4 separate regions of the Mus musculus genome follow, and regions 2, 3 and 4 are each linked to region 1. A link is a contact called in public HiChIP or PLAC-seq and promoter capture Hi-C data. All regions are on one chromosome and are shown on one strand. The core of a region is the stretch at or near the end of the contact, and the rest is flanking DNA. Distances in the headings are between cores, read along the strand shown.

Evidence for each region. Promoter capture Hi-C pulls out the DNA fragments that hold promoters and counts their contacts. HiChIP or PLAC-seq counts read pairs in DNA pulled down with a chosen protein or histone mark.
Region 2: a FOXA1 HiChIP or PLAC-seq map of pancreatic cancer cells shows a contact between it and region 1. The contact joins the promoter of Ddhd2 here to the promoter of Rab11fip1 in region 1. A contact is called at or near these places in 5 of 39 promoter capture datasets (the 3T3-L1 cell line, cranial neural crest, hippocampal neurons and 2 more) and 3 of 115 datasets of contacts at active chromatin or transcription factors (extraembryonic endoderm stem cells, pancreatic cancer cells and stem cell-derived neural progenitor cells).
Region 3: a contact with region 1 is called in a promoter capture Hi-C map of liver, with 2.1 times the contacts expected there. The contact joins the promoter of Ash2l here to the promoter of Rab11fip1 in region 1. A contact is called at or near these places in 2 of 39 promoter capture datasets (liver and pre-B cells), 2 of 115 datasets of contacts at active chromatin or transcription factors (embryonic stem cells and pro-B cells) and 1 of 9 other capture datasets (liver).
Region 4: an H3K4me3 HiChIP or PLAC-seq map of embryonic forebrain shows a contact between it and region 1, with 2.9 times the contacts expected there. The contact joins the promoter of Hook3 here to the promoter of Rab11fip1 in region 1. A contact is called at or near these places in 4 of 39 promoter capture datasets (the HPC-7 cell line, cranial neural crest, neutrophils and 1 more), 1 of 115 datasets of contacts at active chromatin or transcription factors (embryonic forebrain) and 2 of 9 other capture datasets (adipose tissue and liver).

What each region holds. Positions count from the first base shown.
Region 1 is chr8:27,172,052-27,177,663 of GRCm38.p6, forward strand. Rab11fip1 (RAB11 family interacting protein 1 (class I)) reads right to left here and starts at 2,595. Exons shown (of 6, transcript NM_001080813.2): 1 at 2,158-2,595. The coding sequence starts at 2,534.
Region 2 is chr8:25,751,035-25,756,646 of GRCm38.p6, forward strand. Ddhd2 (DDHD domain containing 2) reads right to left here and starts at 3,246. Exons shown (of 18, transcript NM_028102.1): 1 at 3,152-3,246; 2 at 1,914-2,139; 3 at 1,066-1,256. The coding sequence starts at 2,133. Gm17484 (predicted gene, 17484) reads left to right here and starts at 3,446. Exons shown (of 2, transcript NR_154462.1): 1 at 3,446-3,685.
Region 3 is chr8:25,837,594-25,843,205 of GRCm38.p6, forward strand. Ash2l (ASH2 like histone lysine methyltransferase complex subunit) reads right to left here and starts at 3,194. Exons shown (of 16, transcript NM_011791.3): 1 at 2,989-3,194; 2 at 2,419-2,482; 3 at 2,150-2,295. The coding sequence starts at 3,164.
Region 4 is chr8:26,116,859-26,122,470 of GRCm38.p6, forward strand. It overlaps Hook3 (hook microtubule tethering protein 3), which reads right to left and starts at 2,366. Exons shown (of 22, transcript NM_207659.3): 1 at 2,100-2,366. The coding sequence starts at 2,156. It overlaps Rnf170 (ring finger protein 170), which reads left to right and starts at 2,510. Exons shown (of 8, transcript NM_029965.4): 1 at 2,510-2,742; 2 at 3,582-3,705.

The DNA of each region.
Region 1 (5,612 bases), core at 1,345-3,844:
ACCTGTTTCTTTCTGCTAAAACTTAATAGCTCTCCTGTGTTCTTCACCTCAGCTACCCGGGGCACCTTGGAGTTACACAAGGGCATCCAATAGGCTTGGTTTGAATGGGTTCCCCCAGCAGCTGGGAAAGCCCCTAGCTTCCTAGTCGTCGGAAACTTTGAGATTTCACCTACTTTTTGCAAAGCAAAGACATCTGATGTCAGTTATAAAAACCCACCCGGTAAGCCCAGTCTTACTTAGTCAATACTGTACTTAGTCAATACTGTAAGACTTACACAGTCTTACTGCCAGTCAATATTGTGACTGAGTGGTAAGCAGCTCATGTGACAGAAACAGGAGTGGCCATGTAGGTGTAGGGTTACCTTAGAGAAAATGAGGAAGAGGGATACAGAGAAGAAAGAGAGCTTAAGGAGGTTTTCATCCCTCACACAGCAGCGCAGGACCTTTTGAACCTTTCCCCTGGCTTCATTAATCCAGGAAGCAGCAACTCTTTACAAACACCAATTAAGGGTAGCAGCATGCTCCATTTATAAATAGGGAAACTGGGGTGTTTGGAGCCAGAGGAGCCCAGCTATGAGTCAGGGGCTAGTGGACGTCAGACCTAGGACTGGGAAACCCCCATCTCCAGCATGGAGATGCAATCTATCTTGCAAGGGGAATGAAATAGTCATATAAGAAACAGTTAAACAAGAGACGTGAACATCCATCTTGGAATGGGGCGAGATGAAGAGCTGGCAGTCAAGCCCTGCAAATGGCATTGAATCCAGAGAGGAAATAAAGTTAACTTCGGCTTCCCTTCCGCAGATACAGTCTGGCTTGTAAGACGCTGTGTTCAGAAATGCCTATTCATCGGTGGCCACAAAAACGACATCAGGTATTTCAATTCTAAACATTGCTTGCTGAAACAGATCCTACCCTAGCCTGGAAAATTCAGCTCCTCTGAATCCTGCCCCATCCCAAGACAAAGTTAAAAGGCCCAGTGTACCTGAAGTACCAGGAAGGAACATAAGGATATGTTTTTCGGCCCAGGGGGGTTTGGTTGTTAACAGAGCTGGCATCTATAAGGTCAAGCAAAGTACCCAGTTAGGCTAATCCAAGCTCTTTGGTACACGAGATAACCGTAATCAAAGGTTCCATTGGTTAAAGTGCCCTTTGCAAACACCAGTGAACAAAATAAAATAAAGTAAAATAATCTGAAGACTTTCAAGTGGCCGGGCGTGGTGGCACACGCCTTTAATCCCAGCACTCAGGAGGCAGAGGCAGGCGGATTTCTGAGTTCAAGGTCAGCCTGGTCTACAGAGGGAGTTCCAGGACAGCCAGGGCTACACAGGGAAACCCTGTCTCGAAACAAACAAACAAACAAACAAACAAACAAACAAAAGACTTTAACGTGAACTGGAGTTTGCCTAACTTTTTCTGCAAAATTAGGATGTCCTGTCAGAACCTTCAATTAAGGGGCCACAGGTAGGCTAGTGAGTAGCCACGGTACCAGGAATTAGAACCAGACAGAATTTACCAAACTCCAAAGAGCAACAACCTATTCTACTCACTTCTACTGAGTCAGTAACAGATCTTGGAACAATCATCGACCACTAATTCAGATCCCAGACAAACAACAAACTGTTCTAGCGTTCATTCCGAGGGGTCGAATCAGATGGGCATGAGAATCAGCAATCACCAGGCTGGTGGTTTTTTTCCCCCACTCTTGTCCTCCCAGGATCGTCCAGCTCTGGGGGCCCTAGGCTTTCACTCCAAATAGCTACCCTCCCTGGCCCAAGGGTTCTCAGCTCAAAGCCTCTCAAGTTCAACAAAATACTCAGGGGAGCGTCCATGCAAGATAAAGCGGATACCCCACCTAATAGGAATTCTCCTACCTGCATATTATTTCAGTTCACCAAAACTTCATCTAGTGCTTAGTGTGCTGTGCGGTCTAAGGGCGCCCTGAGGATTCAAAGGTTCTCCTATCTTCCAAAAGCCCCCATAACTGGGAAAGCTGGAAACTGACAGCCCGAAGAGAAGCTGGGTTAGGTGAGCCTGCGGGCGAGGGGGAGCCAAGGGCCATCCTCCCATAGCGCGGTAGCTGCCACTCTCGCCCCCAAGGTGCACTGCCCGAGCGTCCTTCCTCCCCTGGACTCCCCGCGCCCTGCAGCCACTCACTGCTTCTTCCTGCGGCCCTGGTCCCGGTGCAGCTCCCGCAGGTCCACCTCGGCGCGGCCCAGGAACTTATCGAGACCGAGCAACGCGCGGTGCAGGACGGTGAGCTGCAGGGTGGCGGCGGCGGCCGGCGCGGCCCCGGAGGACAGCAGCGGAGGCAGCTCGAAGGTGGCTTCCTCGCGCCACACGGGCGCGCCCAGGCTGCGCTCCGACACCGACGTGGCGTACTTCTCCTTGCCCACCTGGATCACCGCGTACGCGTCGCTCGTGCCCCCGGGTCCCTTGGCCCGCAAGCCCCGCGCCTGTAGCACCGTCACCTGCACGTGGGTAGGGGACCACATGGTCCCCGGGCCCCGGCCCGCTGAGGCCGCCAGGGACATGGTGGCAGACGCGGCACCAGGCTAGGAAGCCAGAAGGTAGCCGCTGTCCTCGGTCTGGACCGCCCACCGGGCTCCCGAGCCGCTTTAATGCTTCCGGCCACGCCCCCACCACGCCCCCTGCGCCCGCGCGCCACCTGCCCTGGGGGCGGGCCTCGCGGAGAAGGCGGGGACCTAAAGGTCACGTGGGCTGGCGCAGCCTGAAGAGTTTTGGATCAGAGAAGTAATGATGCACTAAGTGGTCCCCAGTTGTCTGAGTCCGTATGAGGGAACAGGAGCAAGCCTGATCCGCCTAGCAGCAGATGTGAGACTTTGCCTCAGTTTCTTCTTGCGTAAAACGAGGCGACAGTCACCCCTTGGATTGCTGTAAAGAAAGTAATACATTTAAGTTTATAGCATAGTTGCATGCCTATGGGAAGGGCTCCGAAAGTGGTAGCTATGCTTGGGTTATACCACACCACTCCAGGGATGCTTCTCCTGCTCTGGTCCCCTGGGTACTGCTCTGGAGGAAGGCGGGGAGCCAGGGATGTTGTGAGAGACTGTGTCGGGGAAGCGGAGGGTAGGTGAGGGACTAGCCTGTGCTACTCTGCCCTTACCACATAGGGTGAGGCTAGGTTAGGAAGAGCAAGAAGGGGGAACTGGAAACGGGGTTGCCAAACCGAACCCCTCGGTTCCCCATTTCTTCCTACGTAAGCCTCTTGCGTCCTCTCTGGGCTCCATCTCTGGCCTCCCACTCGGTTTTCTTGTTCCCAGTCAGTGTCTAGCAGATTGGTGACTTCCCTGAGTGTTTCGGGTCATCCTTCAAAGGCTGAAATCTCCGATGGTGAGTTATTCAGAGTGGAAATGTAACTTTGAAAGCCTTAAGGTTCAGGAAAGATGTGACACGTCCGAGTTCTTACATTAAAGCTGGGGATAGAGCCCTGGTGCCCTGGCTCCCATGCTAGAACTGAGGACACCTCCCGCGCTACAACACTTTAAAGGTTTCCAGACACACACACACACCCCTCCCTCTCCACTGAGCTCCCTCTGGTCGACCAGCCTACTGCTTTCCCGACTTCTGGAACCCCTGCAGTGTTGAATTACCGCCAGCTGCGGTACTTCTCACTTAGACTCTTGAAGGCATTCCTTTTTTGGGTCCCACCCCTTTGTTTTCCTTGACTTCTGGGTAAACAAACCTGCAGCCTAGAGAGTTTCTCTCCCTGGGGCCCCAGCTGTCCCTTATCTACCTCACTGCTTGTCACAGATTTCCACTTGACATAGCTGCCTGAAAGACAGGTGACTTGTTTAACTCCCTGCTTCTCAGTCTTGCGGGGGGGGGGGGGGGGGGAGAAAATAGGACTGCCAAGGTGGCTGGGTCATACAGATTATGAACACCAGGATTTGGAGTTATACATCAGTGTTAGACCTGGCGAGCTAGAAAGCTCACTGGAAGGCTATGAGCAGTGGCATCCTTAAACTGAGCCCAGTTGGGAGGTGGTGGTGCCTGTGAAGAGCATGCCAGTGACAGCCATTTGCCTTCATTTCCCCCTGGGGACTGTCTGCTCTCTGTCCCATCTGCCTTCACTTTACCCATCCTTGCTGTCTATACTCAGCTGGCTGTCCTGCTTGTCCAATGGGCCCTACTAGATGAACTCTACATCTGGGGTCCAAATTGGCTTTGGAAGTTTACAGCTCTGATTCCCTCCACACTCACTTATATATATATATATATACAGGGGTTGGAGAGATAGCTTAGCAGTTAAGAGCACTTGTTGCTCTTCCAGATGACCCAGGTTCTATTCCCAGCACACACATGGTGGCTCATAACTATAGCTCCAGAGGATCTGACAGCCTCTTCTAGCCTCTGCAAGCAAAACACCCATATACATAAAATTTGAAAATTTATAAATATTTATTTTTACTATTTGTACACACACAGAGAGAGAACAAGCTGATCTCAAAGGTCTCTTTGTCCTGTCTCTGTCCTCTGGGGGCTGGGATTACAGACATGGGTCATGTTGCCCAGACTCACATTTTCTGTGCTGCTTCCACGAGAAGCAAGCAAGGATTGACCCCAAGCTGGATGAGCAAGAGGTAGCATCTCTTCTCTCGTGGAAGGGATAAAGGGAGGGAGGTGGGGCGAGAAAGAACCACGAGCGTGCGTGACCTCATGTGTTTGGGTTTCTGTCAGGCAGAGACTCTGGCTAAGAGAGATGGCAGGGTGGAAGAGGGCAGTGCCACTTCATCACCAGCACACACCAGGGCCTTTTTTTATTTTATATTTTTGACTCTCAGTTGGGGTTCGCTGAGATGCCTGGGGCTGGGCTTAGCAGTGATGGGGGTGGTGACTGATGGGGGCGGGGCGGGGGGAGGATATCAGACATGTCAATAAAGAAGGAACAAGGTGTTTTCCAGCCAGATATGGACCTACAAGATGGCTGTTTCCTCTTTTTTTTTTGGGGGGGGGGGGGGCGTCACACTGTCTTTAAGACTCAGTGACTGAGTGAGAATCTGTCTGCTTTGACAACACTGTAACCTGACTAGGGATACACGGGCACAGTGACAAAGGCTACAAGACAGACAGTTGAGAAGGTTCTGGCCGCCCACCAACTAACAGCACCACCACTCCCAGGCAGCTGGCTATCCCAGAGGCAGGTCTGCAACCATAAAGGGCCATTGGGAATGTTTGTAAATACCTCCCGAGGTCAGGGCGGAGTGAAAGAACTGCACTTCTTCCCACCTGCCCCGCCCACTCCTGGGTCCACCTGCCCCGCCCACTCCTGGTTCCAACTGAAAGAGGAAGAGAGTTTCAGTCAACCCTGAGCACACAGACAAGGTGCTGGGCAGGTTAGACTGGACAGGCAGGGCAGCCGTCGTCCTGCAAAGGCACCAAAGCGTGGCTGGGAGCAGGAAGGCTCCCGGGCCTCTCCTCAAGCAGCGGCCAGGCAGCTCCGGTCCATCAGGAATGCAGATCTGTAGAGGCCAGCCAGTAGCTTCCTCATCCGTGCTGGGGGAGGGGAGAAGAGCCAGACAAGCAAAGGGACCCTAATCACTGCTATCCTAAATTGCCAACCACCGCCCCAGGAAGGGTTAAATCCAAAA
Region 2 (5,612 bases), core at 1,996-4,495, 1.4 Mb before region 1:
ATAAAATCAATATATTTCTCAGAGTAAGACTAATTCAAATTAGGGCTAGAGAGATAGACTGGTAGTTAAGAGCACTTGCTGTGCTTGTAGAGGACCTGGGTTCAATTCCCAGTACCCACACAACAGCACACAAGTATTTATAGCTAGAGAGATGGACTGGTAGTTAAGAGCACTTGCTGCTCTTGTAGAGGACCTGGGTTCAATTCCCAGCACCCACACAACAGCACACAAGTATTTATAGCTAGAGAGATGGACTGGTAGTTAAGAGCACTTGCTGCTCTTGTAGAGGACCTGGGTTCAATTCCTAGCACCCACACAACGGCACACAAGTATTTATAGCTCCAGTTCCAGAGGCTTCAATGCCCTCTTCTGGCCTCCTTGGACACTGCACATACAGGGTGCTCTTACAAGCAATTAAACACTCCCTAATTAAAAGAAAGAAAATTTAAACAGCTAGGCATCGTGGCACATGACTTTAGGATCAGCAATCAATCAGGCGGCAGAGGAAGGCAGATCTCTCTTGAGTCTGAGGCTATCCTGGTCTACTTAGCAAGCTCTAGGACAGTCGGGACTTCAAAGAGAAACTCTGTTTCAAAAAAAATTTTTTTTAATCTTCTAAAAATTATGTAAAAGATTGTTTTTGTGGTTATATTTTAGATGTTAACAAGAATTATCATTGGGAAACATTCAATTAATTGATTGATTAACTTATTTGTTAGAGAGAAGCAAGGTTTCACTGTATAGTTCTTGATGTCCTGGGTCTCACTCTGTAGACCAGGCTAGCCTCAAACTCAAGCGCTCCACCTGCCTCTACTTCCTGAGTGCTGGGATTAAAGGCGTGTACCACCACTGCCTGGGTACATTTAAATTTAAAAGGCACAATACCATTTCTAGAAAACTTGAAATCTGAAGTTAAAACTTTAATTTGAAACTAGCCTGCAGAGAGAAATTACATAAAGTATGACATAAAAGCAGGTGACCTCTTCCTGGAAGTTTCACACGGTCTGTTAGAATTGGGACAGAAGGAACGGAGAAAGCAGCGGGGAACCGGACGCAGAGGAATACCTCCAAGACTTGGCTGAAGCTCTCCGAGTAGGGGACATACTTATTGTCTTTGTCTCCCTTGTAAAACCACGTACACCGTCTCACTTCCGATGGCAGCTCGTCCCAGTACACAGCATACCGCATCCGCTCCCCTAAATGAACATCATATCTGCCCCCATCGGTGGGAACAATCCTCTCATTACAATCTTTTCCTATCAAGAATTGCAAAAAAGAAAAGAAGTCCACTATGTCACAACAACTCTCCCAAATACACTTGTAAGTTACAGTCCAAAACAGCCACAGGAGCTGTACACAGGCTCCACTTGGCTACATCAGAAACAGAATTTGGTTCCTAGGTTTTTTTTTTTTTCACTCATCCTTTTTCTTTTTTTTTGCTCATATTTTTTTCATGAGTAATTTTTAGTATTTCAAACCAATTATATTTTAATGAAAAAAGCAAATACTAGCTGAACATTTTTCCTCTTCTAAGACAATAATGCCTCTTATACACACTTATACACACACACTCACAGTCTCATACAGATACATACATAGATTTTTTCTGAAGTTTTTACTTGGATTAAAGGCAAATTAATAGCAATTATGATATATCCTCACTAACACTTTGTTACATGAGAACAAAAGCGACATGTTAGCTCAGTCTGCAATGTGACGACTCTACACACAAACTTTCTGACTAAAAAGTCAAACACAAGCTAGAATAGAGAAAAATACTTGATAACTATGCAGAAATTTAATACAGTTTTAAAAGGATGAAAATGGTGTAATTCTGAAATTTCATGTTAGTGGCTATCACAGTAGAGGATATTACTTGTTAGTTTTTATTAGAGTCATCAGTTTCTTCCTACCAGAGCCATATGCGTCTTCCAGCTGCTGTGAATCCTCAGAGTTGAAAGGAATCCAGAGCTCCTTGGAATCTAGTACCTTACAATAAAACCAATGTGGAGAAACGGGTTCATAGGAACTACTGGCGTCCATGTCTATGAGTTCGAAGGAACTACAAGAGTTCGGGGATGGGGACGGATCTGACTGAGACAGCTGCTCCTGGTGTGATTCCCCCGATGACATTTCGCTCTAGAAGACAAAATAAAAAAAACTATCAGGAGAATTATTTTGCATCTATTAACACTGTAATGTTCATATGCTCAATAACCATTTTTGGAAGCTGTTCTTGAAAACAGCAATATTTAAAAGCTACATAATTTTTATACACACACAATTATTTGGGGAGAGAAACAAAATGTTCAGCTCCATCATTCTATACTGAGCTTCCAATTCTCCTTAGAAAACTAAAAAATGTCTAATCATACAACAAGCTCTTTAGAAAACCCAGAAATGTCAAGAAACACACGGTCAAAACTGATTGCAACAGGGTGTTTTACCACAATTTTCACAATAAAAGTAGCAGCACCAGCGAAGGCTGGAAATTTCCTACCTCCAGGTGTGCACACTACAAACCATTTAGTGTGTCAGACAGTAATAACAGGTAGGTTTAAGGCCCCAGGCTCTATTGTACATTTCTAATTACACACACATTTACATAACTATTGGAATCTTACTATACAGAAAACAGAACTAATCGCTTAAGAACCATTTTGGCTGATCCTCCCAGTGTGCTTCAATACGGGCTCTGGTACATTTAACGCCCAAACAGAAACTTTGCCTGCAGGCTATAGCTGCGCATCGACCCACCGAGACGCAGAGCCAGAGTTTCGGATGAAAAGTGACAAATGACCTCAACTGCCCCCGGGGCGATGGATGTCGGGCGAGTTCCCACCGACCCCAGCACTAAAGCACCCGGCGGACTAGCGCTGCAGACATAGAAGCAGAACCCAAAAGCCCAGGACGGGAGATGGACGAGCGGCATCGCTGCACCGGGCACGGTCGGACCGCACAGCTCAGGAACCAACACTCCCCGGGCCTCCCCGTTATCCTCCCGAGACCTCGGCCTGCTCCCGCCGCCAGCTCGGGGCTCCGAGTTCGGGATCTAGGAGAGCAGCCGAGCCGTCCACGGATGCCCCGGGATACCGTGCACACTGGAGCCTCTCCACCCCCGGCTCGCCCCGGCCCAGGCTCCCGCGCGGACCTGGACTCGCTCGTCCACACCGCCGCTCGCGCTCTCAGCCCTCGCGGAGGGAGCCCGGGCCACATCGCCGCTGCAGCCTACCTCCCAAGCCGGGCGGGGCGGACGGGCGGAGCCTGCGGCCGCGCCCCAATCCCCACACCGCGGGCTCCTCAGCGCTCCAGCGGAGGAGAGCAGTGCGCCCGCGGAGGCTGCGCTCCCGGTGAGAGCCGGAGGCGCAGAAAGATCCTCCGAAGTGTCGCGAGATGTGCGGTGAGGACTGGGGGACTCGCGCGAGACCTGGCTCCTCCTGCGGGCAGACGTCGGGCGCCGGGCACGCGCCGGGCACGCGCTAGGGGCGTGGGGGACACGCACGGGAGGCCTTGCCTGCGCTGAGGCTTTGAAGGAGGAAAATCGGACCTTCTGACCCCTCATGGGTCCCGGCAACCCCGGTGGGCAGGACTGGGGTGACTGAAGGCTCTGTCTGTCTGTCTGTCCTCCATTCCCTCCCTCTATTTGGATTGAGAGGCTGTCAAAGTTATCCCTAAAGCCTAAGAGGTGAGTCTGACAGAATACGGATGCTGTAAGAGGCAGCAAATGAGGTTTTTGTTTGTTGGCTTTTTTGTTTTTTGTTTTTGACCTAGTTGATGTAGGGTGATGGCGGTGGCTATTCACGTAAGCCCAGCGCTCTGGAGACTGGCAGGGCTAGAGATGCGGATTGTCGCTGGAGCGCCTGACTAGCAGGTGCCACGGGAAGGAAAGACAAGAGGCTTTGCTGGTTTCTAACTTGATTATAAGACAAGGCTTCGAGATTTTTTTTTTCCCCCAGAAACTGAGAAGGAACAAAACGTGGACTTTTTTTTTTTTTAAAAAAACCACATAGTCTCTGCAAGTCAACACCTACACACCAATATCTGCACGTTAATGTAACACCATTTTTTGTGTGATTTTTTTTGTTGTTGTTTTGTGATGGCCTTGCTATGAAGCCCCATATTGGTCTCCGACCTTTAAAAATTACTACATTTATATATTTGTCTGTGTGTGTGTGTTAGGGTTTCTGTTCCTGCACAAACATCATGACGAAAAAGCAAGTTGGGGAGGAAAGGGTTTATTCAGCTTACATTTCCACATTGCTGTTCATCACCAAAGGAAGTCAGGACTGGAACCCAAGCAGGTCAGGAAGCAGGAGCTGATGCAGAGGCCATGGTGGGATGTTCTTTACTGGCTTGCCTCACCTGGCTTGCTCAGCCTGCTCTCTTATAGAACCCAAGACTACCCGCCAGGGATGGTCCCACCCACAAGGGGCCTTTCCCCCTTGATCACTAATTGAGAAAATGCCTTACAGCTGGATCTCACTGAGGCATTTCCTCAAGGGAGGCTACTCTCTCTGTGACAACTCCAGCCTATGTCAAGTTGACACACAAAACCAGCCAATGCAGTGTGTGTGTGTGTGTCATGTATGTGCTGCTTCATGTGTAGAATTCAGAGAATAACTTTCAGGTATCAGCTCTCCTTTCACTGTAGGGGTCCTGGGAATCAAACTCATGCCTTGTCCCAAGGGATTGTGCGTGCAGTCACGCTAGGCCACACTGGAAACCCTCCCCCCATTTGGGGGGCAGGAGCAGGGTGTCCTTAACACTGATATTTTAAAACATTTTAGATTTATTTTACTATGTGTGTATATAATGTGTGTGTCTGGTGCCTGTGGAGGTCAGGAGGCAGCAGATCCCCTGGAACTGGAGTTTCAGGTGATGGTAACTCTGGTTCTGGGAGCCAAATCCTTCCCATGCAAGAGCAACAGATGCTCTGTCGGGTCAGCTCTTCAAGCCTTAGACCTTACTTTTTATTCTGCAGTGCCAGAGATCAACTTCAGAGCCTTGGGTGTGCTAGCCTCCTGCGCTACACACGGAGCCCCCAGAATGATGCGGCTTCTTAGGGTGCAGTTTGGAATCTGAAAACATAACGGTTTTTTTCATAACCCATCAAAATATATCATTAGGGGGCTGGTGAGATGGCTCAGTGGGTAAGAGCACCCGACTGCTCTTCTGAAGGTCCAGAGTTCAAATCCCAGCAACCACATGGTGGCTCACAACCATCCTTAACGAGATCTGACTCCCTCTTCTGGAGTGTCTGAAGACAGCTACAGTTTACTTACATATAATAAATAAATAAATCTTTAAAAAAAAAACAAAGTATATCATTAGAATATATCTACCTTGGACTTGTGAGTTTTGTTATTGCTTTAGTTGTAAAGCCGATTTTCATTGTCTTTTGAGCTAGTAGCTTAGGTATCCCAGGCAGGCCTCAGACTCATTATGTAGCTAAAGATGGCCGTGGCCCTTGAACTGTGATCCTCATGAAAGTGGTTTTGCTTTTGTTACTCTTGGAAGCAGCTCCAAAATCTCCATCATCCAGGGGCCCTCTTTATGAACTCTGGTCACTCCATGTGCCTGCTCTGAACTTCGAACACAAAAGTAGTTAGCAC
Region 3 (5,612 bases), core at 1,944-4,443, 1.3 Mb before region 1:
ATTGACTTTTGCTTTTGATTGTGACTGTGCCCTGATATTTTCCCTCTTGAAGGAAGAAACTGTTTTAGTGGAGCCCACAGTTGAGAGACTTTTAATTGTAAAAAGACTTTGGATTTTAAAAGAAATGGATATTTTAAAGAGATTGAAATTTTAAGAATATGTAAAGACTGTGGGACTTTTAAAGTTATTTAGAATGGGGATGAATAAGATTGTAAGGGTTGAGGCTTACTAGTGATGTTTTTGTGTGTCAAGTTGACAAGGGGTCAATTGTACTGGCTAGTGTTGTGTCAACTTGACACAGCTGGAGTTATCAGAGAGAAAGGAGCTTCAGTTGAGGAAATGCCTCCATGAGATGCAATTGTAAGGCATTTTCTCAATTAGTGATCAAGGGGGAAAGGCCCCTTGTGGGTGGGACCATCTCAGGGCTGGTAGTCTGGGTTCTATAAGAAAGCAGGCTGAGCAAGCCAGGTGAGGCAAGCCAGTAAAGAACATCCCTCCATGGTCTCTGCATCAGCTCCTGCTCCCTGACCTGCTTGAGTTCCAGTCCTGACTTCCTTTGGTGATGAACAGCAGCATGGAAGTGTAAGCCGAATAAACCCTTTCCTCCCCAACTTGCTTCTTGGTCATGATGTTTGTGCAGGAATAGAAACCCTGACTAAGACATTGGCTTTTTCTGAGATAGGCCCCTGGTCTTGCATTAGCTATGGTTCATATAACCTGGAACTTGTGATCCTCCTGCTCCGGCCTCCTAAGTACCTGAATTACAGGTGTGCACAACCAGCTCCACTCAATATAATTTGTCCCCTTCCAGACAAAGACTTAAGGCACAGCTCTGGCTGGCCTGATGTTCAACTATGCAGCCCAGCCTGGCCTCAAAATGAACAAAGACTGGCTCAAAGGCCAGAGGATTCCTGCAATTTTAAGGCCAACTTGGTCAAAAAAGGGCACCTCAGGCCATCCAGGGCTATATATAGTTAGAGAGCCATTGACTTAATAGTTATCCATCAAAATGCTCGTTAATACCTACTGACCACCTACGCCTCCACCAAAAGAGACCTTTTGCTCTGAATTATGATATGATTTTAATTCTCAAGAACAGGTACATGTTTAGATGTAAGTTTTGTTTGTTTGTTTTGTTTTTTTCCTGAGAGAAAACATAAGATACCAATTGGGGTACATTATAAGCAATGAGAAAGGAAACAAAGTATGCTTTAGACATGAAAAGCACCGATCACCTCAATATTTTTGAGGAATTAAAAGCACTTCTCTGCAGTGACCACCCAGGGCTTTGCACGCAGCAGGCAAGTACACCACGACTCAACACCACACCTTCAAATGTTACTGACAACAGGTCTTGCCCACTGTAAATACCAAGCCCAGAACACACAGAATACATTATCGCAAACTTAATTACATAATCTCTTCTAATTGCACAGACTCCTTCCCAATCAGCCTGTAAGGTCAAAAGCAAGGACGATGCCCACACTCATACCTAATAGCACTCTCACCTCAATACTTCAGAACATGCCAAAGGAATGCAAGCAACTCCTCAGTCAGCATCTGGTCACTGGATAGGGTTAGAGTGAGCACAAAATACTACCTACTGACTTTTTTTCGGTATATTTAAAAATACTTCTCAATTGTCTTGAGATTGAAATATGATTACAGGGCTGGTGAGATGGCTCAGCAGTTAAGAGCACTGACTGCTCTTCCAAAGGTCCTGAGTTCAAATCCCAACCACATGGTGGCTCACAACCACTCCTAACAAAAATCTGACACCCTCTTCTGGTGTGTCTGAAGACAGCTACAGTGTACACATATAATAAATCTTTGGGCTGTTGTGAGCAGAGTTGGAGCAAGCAGGGCTAGAGCGGGCAGAGGTCCTGAGTTCAATTTCCAGAAACCACATGATGGCTCACAACCATTTGTATAGCTACAGTGTACTCATATACATAAAATAAATAAATTAATTAAAAAAAAAGAAATATGATTACATAATTTCCCCTTCCACCCCAGAACTGGGGTTCCTTGAGCTGCCATGTGAATACTGGGAATCAAGCCCAAACCCCTGAAAGGGTAACTAGTGATCTAAAATGCTAAGCCATCTCTCCAGGATCATGCTGTCTAGAAGGCCATGAAATGTACTCACGACGTGTCTATTCCAAAGGTGTCAGCGGTGAACCATTTTGTACATATCCCACACTGCAACTCCACTTCTCCCAACTGCCGCCCATTCTCCTCATCCACAGAGCCCGCCTGGGTATCCATCACTTCTGAAGTGTCTCCGGTACCTTCCTGGAGCCACAGGGCAATAAGAGAATCAAATGGCCTGACTACTTTTTAAAAAAAAAAAAATAGATTAAACATTTTAAAACCAAATCTAGTTCGCCTTCCAAAGGCCTCAGAGGAAATACTTACCAAAGTATCTTTTCCATTAGAAGATTCTGTCTCCAGACCACTTACATCAACCAAGTTTGCATCCCTATAATGAAAAGACAAACATCAAAATGGCCTTTCCTAAACAGAAAAACACAATGGTCCAAATACGGAGGGTATATCTTTTTCATGTCCTGAACGGGATGCCCACGAGAGAACAATCCTGAGTATTAGGAGGGAGGTTGTCAAGCAAGACAAATGTGTTCGCGGCCCAGGGATTCCTAGTGCACTGGGCTAACGACGGGAGGCTGCCGTCCTCAGTGCTTTCAGGACCAAGCATTGCAAGAGGGATCAGCGAGGTCTTCCGGGGCGCTAGAGGGGGAAACGCTCTTGGCTCACACTGGTGCTGATGGGAGCCGAGGAGCCGAGGAGCGGCTTGGAGTCCACAAGCAAGCAGCCAGCGGGGTTGCGGAGGGTACCGGGTGGGCGGGCGGGCCGAGCCGTTGGCTGCGGGACCTGGATCCGGAGGGCGACACCGGGCGGCGCGAGCCGCGGGCTTCCACGAGGGGCGGGCCCTCGCGCGTCCCCGGGGCTGCGAGTGGATTGCCTTACCCACTTTCGGCCTCTCCGGAGCTGGGCTCCGCTCCCGGGGCGGCTGACGGCCCCTCGCCAGCCCCCGCGGCCACCGGCTCTGTCTCTCGGTCCTCCGCCGTTGTGGCACTTGCAGCGGCTCCGGGACCAGGGCCGGCGCTGACTCCCGGACCAGGACCCGCTCCAGCCGCCGCCATCGCTGCTCCTTCCCAAGCTCTCGCGAGAATATATCTATGCGGCGAGTTGCCGCCACGCACGGCGCTCTTAAAGTGGGAAAGACCTTTTGTTGGGGGGCCCGCCACTTACTTGGGAAGGACGCACTTTGAGTCCGCCGCTTTAAGGCCAGAAAAAAAAAAAAAAAGAAAGGAAGAAAGAAAAAGGCAGGGCGCAACTCGGATTGCCCAGGTTTGAAGGGAGCCACTTAGGAGGTCTGTCCTTTGCTTTCCTCTTGGGACTTGAATTATTCAAAACGCCTGCTCATAGTCGTGGCTAAGAGTGGAAATCACGGCACATATGAGGATGTGAGAGACTCCCCTTTACACTGTGCGGAGCAGGCGATCATACTAAAACCCTAAAACGTAGGAAACTTCCAAACAACAACAAAGGAGCACTCTGGCTCACACCTGCCGGGAGCGTCTGTAACTGCGTAGCTGGCCGCCAGAAGCCCCGTTTCCAGGCGGCTTTTGGAGAGACTAGAGGTCTGATTCCAGAGAGCCCGAGGTAGTTGTGGGTGGAAAAGACGTTAGGAAAAGAAACATCTGGCCAGAGGAGGCTAGAAGTGCTGTGCGCTCGAGGAACACGAATTGCTAGTTCACGGAGGGAAGTAGAGCTCCAGGCGAGAGTGCTAGCAGAGGACAGAATTCAGCAAGGTTTGGGCCTTAGCGAGAAGGGCAGAAACGAGTAAGAAAGGGATGTCTGCTGGTAGCTAAACCCCTGGACTGAGTGCAAGCATATGGGTGGGCTCTAAACCCTAGCAAAATAGAAACTGCCGCCTCACCCCCATCCTCCGCGTGTGTGTGCGCTTTACGGATGTGTGCGCATGTATGTGGCATAGTGCACTGGACAGGTGAGAGGACAATATGGTGAGAAGAGCTTTCTTTCCCTCCACTATGTGAGTTCTAGGAATCTAGCTCAGGCTTGGCAAGCAAGTGCCGCCTTTGCCCACTGGGCCATCTCACGGACCATAAATTTGCTGTTTTAAAACAAACACACTTAGGGATTAGAGATCATTGATACTTTGCAGTTGTTAGGAGAAAGTGCCGCCATGACCAAAAATATCTTAAGCAAGGGGAGGGGGGATCTTGGTTGAGGGGGGTTCAAAGAGATAAGAATCCATGATGGTGGGGAGATAAGGCAGCAAGGATCTGAAATGGTGACTATCAGACAAGGCTGAGAGCTCGAATTCTCTATCAGAATCACCAAGCAGACAGGGAGAACTTCAAGGAAGCGGCTTCACTTTTTTCGTGTAAGCTTGCCCCCAGTGACTTACCTCCACCAGCAAACGTTCACCTCCCAAGCCTCCCTAGACATCATAACAACTGTTGTGTGAATGGGGACCGATCCTCCCCCCCCCATGCCCCACCTTACCCTCTCAAATGCATGACTTTTTAGAGATTTCCCCCTTCCATGTTAATATGTCTATTAGGATTGCCATAGTTAGATCTCATTTGGGCAGCCATATTGTTGTGACGTCATGGGTCGTTCCTGATAGCCATCACTTCATGGCACAGGTCCCAGTCCCCTGGCTTTTACAGTCTCTCTGTTCCCCTCTCCCTCAATGTTTTCTGAGCCTTAGGTATGATGTTGGAGATATACCCACTGGGACTGGGTACCCCACAGTTAACCAATCTCTGCGTTTTGACTAGTTGGAAACCCCTGAATAACATATTTGAAAACTGAATACAGCTATTTATAAAGCAAGATCATCTAGGGGCTGGGGAGATGGCTCAGTGGTTAAGAGCACTGACTGCTCTTCCAGAGGCCCTGAGTTCACTTCCCAGCAATCACATGGTGGCTCATAACCATCTGTAATGGGATCGGATGCCCTCTTCTGCTGTGTCTGATGACAGCTACAGTGTGTTCATATAAATAAAATAAATAAATCTTAAAAAAAGAATATCTACCATGAGCAAGTTGACTTTATTCAAGAGATGCCAGGATGGTTCAATATATTAAGTCAATAAATAAGTGGATTTAAAGACTGAAACCACATGGCCATCTCAAGTGATCGCAGAAAAATCTTTGCCAAAATCCAGCATGCCTTCATGATAAATCTCAGAGAGAATGAGTGAGTGAGAGTGAGAGAGAGAAAAGGAGAGAGGAAAGGGAGAGAGAAAAAAAGGAGGAAAGGGAGGGAGAGAGAGGGGGGGGAGGAACCATAGAGTGTTCCTGGCATCAGGCTGGTAACGATCATGAAGGCTACTAATTATTCTGCAATGCACAAAACTGTCCCCAACAGTGTTACTCTACTCAAAATGCCAACAGAGCCCAGACAGAGGAACCCTGATCAACAAAGAGGACTGAGTTCAGAGCATGGACACCTTACCAGTGGCTACACCACTGAAAAAATTACTTCCCCTATCACAGCAACCACTGCTTAGCAATACTCCTGAGGCCTCTCCCCATCCATGATAAAATGTTGACAG
Region 4 (5,612 bases), core at 1,116-3,615, 1.1 Mb before region 1:
ACAAAAGGGCTGTGTGTGCACATATCCATTTATGTGTGCATATATCCCCACACAAATAAATATAAAATGATCATTGTTAAAAAGCAAACAGGCTGTTGGAATGGCTGAGCAGGAGAGGGTGCTTACACACCGATCTGGTGACCTGTGACCTGAGTTCGTTGCTTGGAAAACATGGAGAGGGCATCAATTCCAAAAAGCTGACCACTGACCTTCATATGCATATGCTGCCAACTGTGCCCATGTGCACACATCAGTTACACAAGGGGGAATTTTTTTAAAAGGGGACTGACAGATGTAATGCCATAGGTTTTTGTGTTTTGTTTTGTTTACCCTATCAGGTAGGAATACATCTTGCTTCAGGGGGAAGGAAGAGGGGATAAGGTTTAATGTTTAAGCATATTCTGTTGGGCTAGCTTGTTATATACTGACAGGGCACGAAACATTTCCCATCCTTTCAAAAGTCTTCCTGGTTTAAAGAATAATTTGAAACTTGGCTGAGGTGTAGCTCTGTCGTGTCACCTATCGCCGTTCTCTATCTGAAGCATAGCAGTGAAGTCTAGCTTCAGGCTTGAAGTTGGAACTTACAGAGCATGTTAACTATGCACTATTTCCAGTGATCTGAAATTACAAGAATGATCTAACACAAAACCAAACCATAAAGGTCTCCATTGTATAAAGGCTGCTTCAAAGGGCACAATCAGATTAATGACATACCCAGTTTATAAAAAAACAAAAACAAAAACAAAACTTCAAGCTGGGTGTAGTGATGCAGGCAGACTGCTACAAATTCAAGATCATAGTTTGAGGTCAAAATGGGCCACATAGCAAGATCCTATCTCAAATGCACACACATCTGTAGATTCTACTTTTCTTACATTTATTACAACCGACCTAAGTTAACAGTTCTCAAACTTCTCGGCAGTGTTCCTGCACAAAACAGTGATGGTTACCTTCCAGAGATCTGAACCTCTAACCTAAGGCACTGTTCAGTAGAATTTTTTGCTATTTGCATTTTACCTTTAAAGTGACTAAGACCAGGAGATGAACAGCTTAGTGGTAGAGCCTTCCCTTAAAATGCAGGAGGCCCAAATACTACCATCTCCCCCAATAAGCAAACAAAATTAACATGTATCACAATAGCCACTGTAAATGTATCTGGGTTCTTCTAAAAAGGACAGCTAACATTTCTAGCAGTAAGTAAAATGAATGTTCCTGGTTTATCCCATGGCTCTGCATATATGCCTGGACCTACCTCCAACCAGCATATGAAAACCAGAAACAAACACGGTTAACTGTCCAGCTAATGAAAAGGGCCGTTTAAGCCATGACTATTGACAAAATCCTGCATGTTTACTTGAAAATTCGATAACCTTAACCCTCATCAATTCCAAATTAGAATCTCATGGTGCTTTAAAAATGTGTTTCAGTTCCATTACGAAATCCCTCAATTTTTCCAGTTCAACATTTTTATCGTTGGTTCCTTTTATAGGTACCATCACATCGTTTATAACAGTCAAAATGCATCTCGCGTTTTAAATGTTTTGCCTCTGAGTGATTCTTCATGTTTTGTCTATCCACCCTGCCAATGTACTATTTTCCAATGGGCAGGGCTTCATCCATCCCTCAAGGGGCTACACTCCATCCTGGCTGAACGCTACAACAAAGGCGAGCAGCATCGCTTAACTAGGGGGTCCCGACTGCCTCTACCGGGCGCCCAGGCAGAACCAACGCTTTGGATCACTGGGAGCTTGGGAGCGAAACGCCAGCGCCTCATCAAGGCAAACAGTCCTAATTACAGTGTCGCCTGCACCCCATCATTAGCCCCCACCGGGCAGGTTTCCTCTCGGACAGCAGCCAACATCTCAGGCCGGACAAGTTCCTCCTGGACCCTGGGCCCAGCCTGCCTGAGCCCGGCCTCTCCCTGCTGACCCTGACCCGGCCGCGGGTGTAGACGCGGCCGCACCGGCTACTCAGCTCCGCCCGTCCCAAGCCCCGGATGTGACGGCAGGTCGCCCCGGGGCGTTCGCCCCCCGGGACGAGCACCGGTGTCCGCGAAAAGGTGGCGGAGCTTTCCCACCGGCCCGCTGCCCACCACGTACCCAAGTGAGCAGGCTCTCGCACAGCTCCACCCGCTCCACAGACTCCACGTTAAACATCTTCCTGGGGTGGCCGCAGCGTCTCCCTTCAACCAACCAGAAGCCGCGGCCGCTCGGCTCGGGGTTTGAGTCCGAAGGGGTCAGGCAGCAGACCGGGCGTCTGGCGGACCTTCTCTTCCGTCCGTCCGCTCCCGGGGCGCGGACGCTGGCAATCGCTCCGCACTGTCACCAGCCCCTCCTTCCCTCGCTCGGGGCCGCGCACTCCCTTGCGCGCACCCGGCGCCGCCAGCCCACGCCCTCTTGCGCGAGCGCCGCGCCCCGCCGCGCCGCGTAGCGCGAGTCCCGAGGTCCGAGGGCCACTGCGCACGCTCGCGCTCGCTCAGCCCCGCCCCTAGAGGCGCGCTCCCAGAGCCAGTCCAAGGCCCGCGGGCGCGCGCCCCGGCCGGGCCCTGCGGTGGCGGCCGGTCTGTGTGTCTCTCCAGTCCGCTCACCCTCGCCGGGGCTCCGCACTGCGCGTGCGCTGACGCCGGCGCTCTGGCTTAAGAAGCCGCCTGTAGTTTGCACGGGAGGAGTAGCTAGGTAGTCCCCGGAAATGAGCTCTATGCCGACCCGCCGACTGGCCCGGTAGTTCCTCGGCCGCGACGAGGTACGCGCCCCCCTCTCCGGCCGCGGGCGTGTGCCAGGCCACGCCCCCGCACGGGCGGGCCGGGGACCCGCGGACTGCGGGACTCGGCGCGGTGGCGGTGGGGGGAGCTGCGGGACCGCGCGAGGGTAGGCTCCGCGCCCACCGCTTCCCTCCGGAAGCCGGAGCGCAGCCTTCCCTGAGTCGCCGGAGCCTGCCCAGAGTCTCCCTCCGGGCGAAGGTGGAACGGCTGACGTGGGCGCGTCTCGGAGGCTGGGGGCCGGTTTGGCCCGGCTGTGGGGAGCCCGGCGTTCCTCCTTGGAGCCCCCTTCTCCCACAAAAAACTTTACCCAAAGTGACAGAGGGTGGACGCCAGTTCCCCAGTGCGTAAGGACCCTTGCTGTTCCTAAGGCCTGCTTCTTGTGCTAGGAGTTGGCTTCATTGAGGTGCATCCTTGCCCGACTTTCGATTTTTTTTTTTTAATACAAGCCTTGTAGAAGGTTTCATATACGTTTTTAAGTCGCATGCAGAACAGTGCGTAGCAGTACATGTTTGAGGAATATTAATAAAATGAATTGCCACATTCCCAAGAGTTCTTCCATCCATACCATCTCTAATCTGATTTTTGTGATAGGCACTTACTTTATTTTAAAAGCTTTCCCTTTTAGCTTTTTAACCAGATGACTATGCATGTAGTATAATTTTCCTTTGTTTGATTTTGAACTTTTATGAATGGATATGTATTGTGGCTTTGGCTTTTAAATAATATTAAATTATCTGCAAAAATCCCATGATTGTCTAATATCCTATTGTGTGACTACAGCCTTGTACCCGTTCTACTATTGATGTGCACTTTGTTCCAGCTTAGGGCGTCTAAGAATAATGCTATAATAAACAGTCGACCTTAATGCAAAGATATTGGCGTTTCCAAGACAACAAGATACAAGATATATGCTTTGGAGTCCTAGGAGAATCTTGGATTCAAAGGTATGCATAACCACCAGATCATGCAGTCTTTGATTAGCAGTGCCTGGGAAGAAGTTATCTTCCCAGGGCACACCTTCACTTTTTTTTTTTTTTTCTTCAGTTCCTGGGGACTTCTTTCCCATTTGAAGTTGGTTTTCTCGCTGAGCTTTTAGGATTTCAAAAAAACATTGAGTTTTTGTTTTGTTTTGCTTGCGTGGTTGGCTGTGTGTGTGTGTGTGTGTGTGTGTGTGTGTGTGTGTGTAGCCCTGGCAATTCTGGAACCTGCTCTGCAGACCCGGCTGGCCTCAAACTCAGAGATCTGCCTGCCTCTGCCTCCTGATTGCTGGGATCAAAGGCTTACCACCGCTGGCAGCATTAAATTTTTTAAAATGATCCTTTTATCGACTACTGCTTGATGATCACATGTAATCGATCGTTTCATAGATTCGAAAAATCTTGGGCTGAGGAGGTAGTGCTAGATTCACTACCCTAGCAAACACCAATCTTTGGTACCAAAAATAAGCAAATAAATAACTGTATCTGAAGCCTTCTCAAAGGTTTTTCCTGCGAACATTCTTCTTAACAGGAGCAGAGATACCTTGAGAAATCCTAACTTTGAATCTCCTGTTCTTATGGTATCTATGTGGGTGCCTCTGGATCTTTGTCAGACTAGAGGTCCAGCATTCCATGCTGAAATGTTTCTGTAGAACCGGTGTCACCTTTCAGTGACTAAAGCTGATTAGGTAAACAGATAGTAAGTGTAGATTACATTGACTTCGGCCTTGCCTTTAGCTTCACGGCCACAGGTTTTAGCCATTTGGGAGGGACTGTGGTATCTGTAACCACTTGGGCTTTCAAAAGCTGTGATACAGTGGTGATAAAGTATGTCTTTTCAAATCTGTGAGTCTGCAGTGTTTTTATGCCCTGTGTAGCATTACTGGTTTATTTTATGCTTCTAATTACTTTTCGGGGCAGAAATGATATTAAGAACTCCTTGATAACGATTACAGAAGCCATCTGACCATCAGGATGCTATATGAACCCGGGGCAGGGGAGGGGGACGGGGGAGTTGGGTGAGGACCCGTTTTTTCTTTGTTATAGGAAATCTTAGTATTCCTACTAGAAAAGGGTAGCCCTTTCCATGACAGTGTTAGAAAAAGACCCAAGAGAGGGGAGTGGGCCTTTCCTGAGCTGTCTTTGTAGGCCTTGCCCAGATGGAGGTTAGTTCTCAGCTACAGCAGTCTGAGAGTTCAGGGGAAGATGGTGCTGCTGTTCCATATGACAGATTTTGGATTTGGTTGTGAGCACACATGTCAGAAACAGATAAGCATGTATGTGTCATTCCAAAATTAGACTTTATTGAATAACAATAAATACACAAGGTTCGGTGACATTTGTTATATAATCCTACCTACTTTGATAATCTGGCTGAGGGAAAAGTAGGTTTTCTTTTATTCCAGTCTTAATTAGTAACATTAACTCTCCTATGATATATCACAAGGCACAGGTAACTAGCTGTGTGTGTGTGTGTGTGTGTGTGTGTGTGTGTGTGTGTGTTTTAAAGATTTATTTATTAAATGTAAGCACACTGTTGCTGTCCTCAGACACTCCAGAAGAGGGCATCAGATCTTGTTACAGATGGTTGTGAGCCACCATGTGGTTGCCGGGACCTGAACTTCAGACCTTCGGAAGAGCAGTCGGGTGCTCTTACCCACTGAGCCATCTCACCAGCCCGTGTGTGTTTTTAATGTGCATTGGAGTTCAAAAGATTTCAGAAAAGGGCCGAGAGAAACTGTACTGATAGATAATTGACCTCTTCTGGTGTGTCTGAAGACAGCGACAGTGTACTCACATACATAAAATAAATAAGTAATTCTTTTAAAAATTAAGAAATAAAATAAAAACAGCCATATGAACTGCCACCTGAA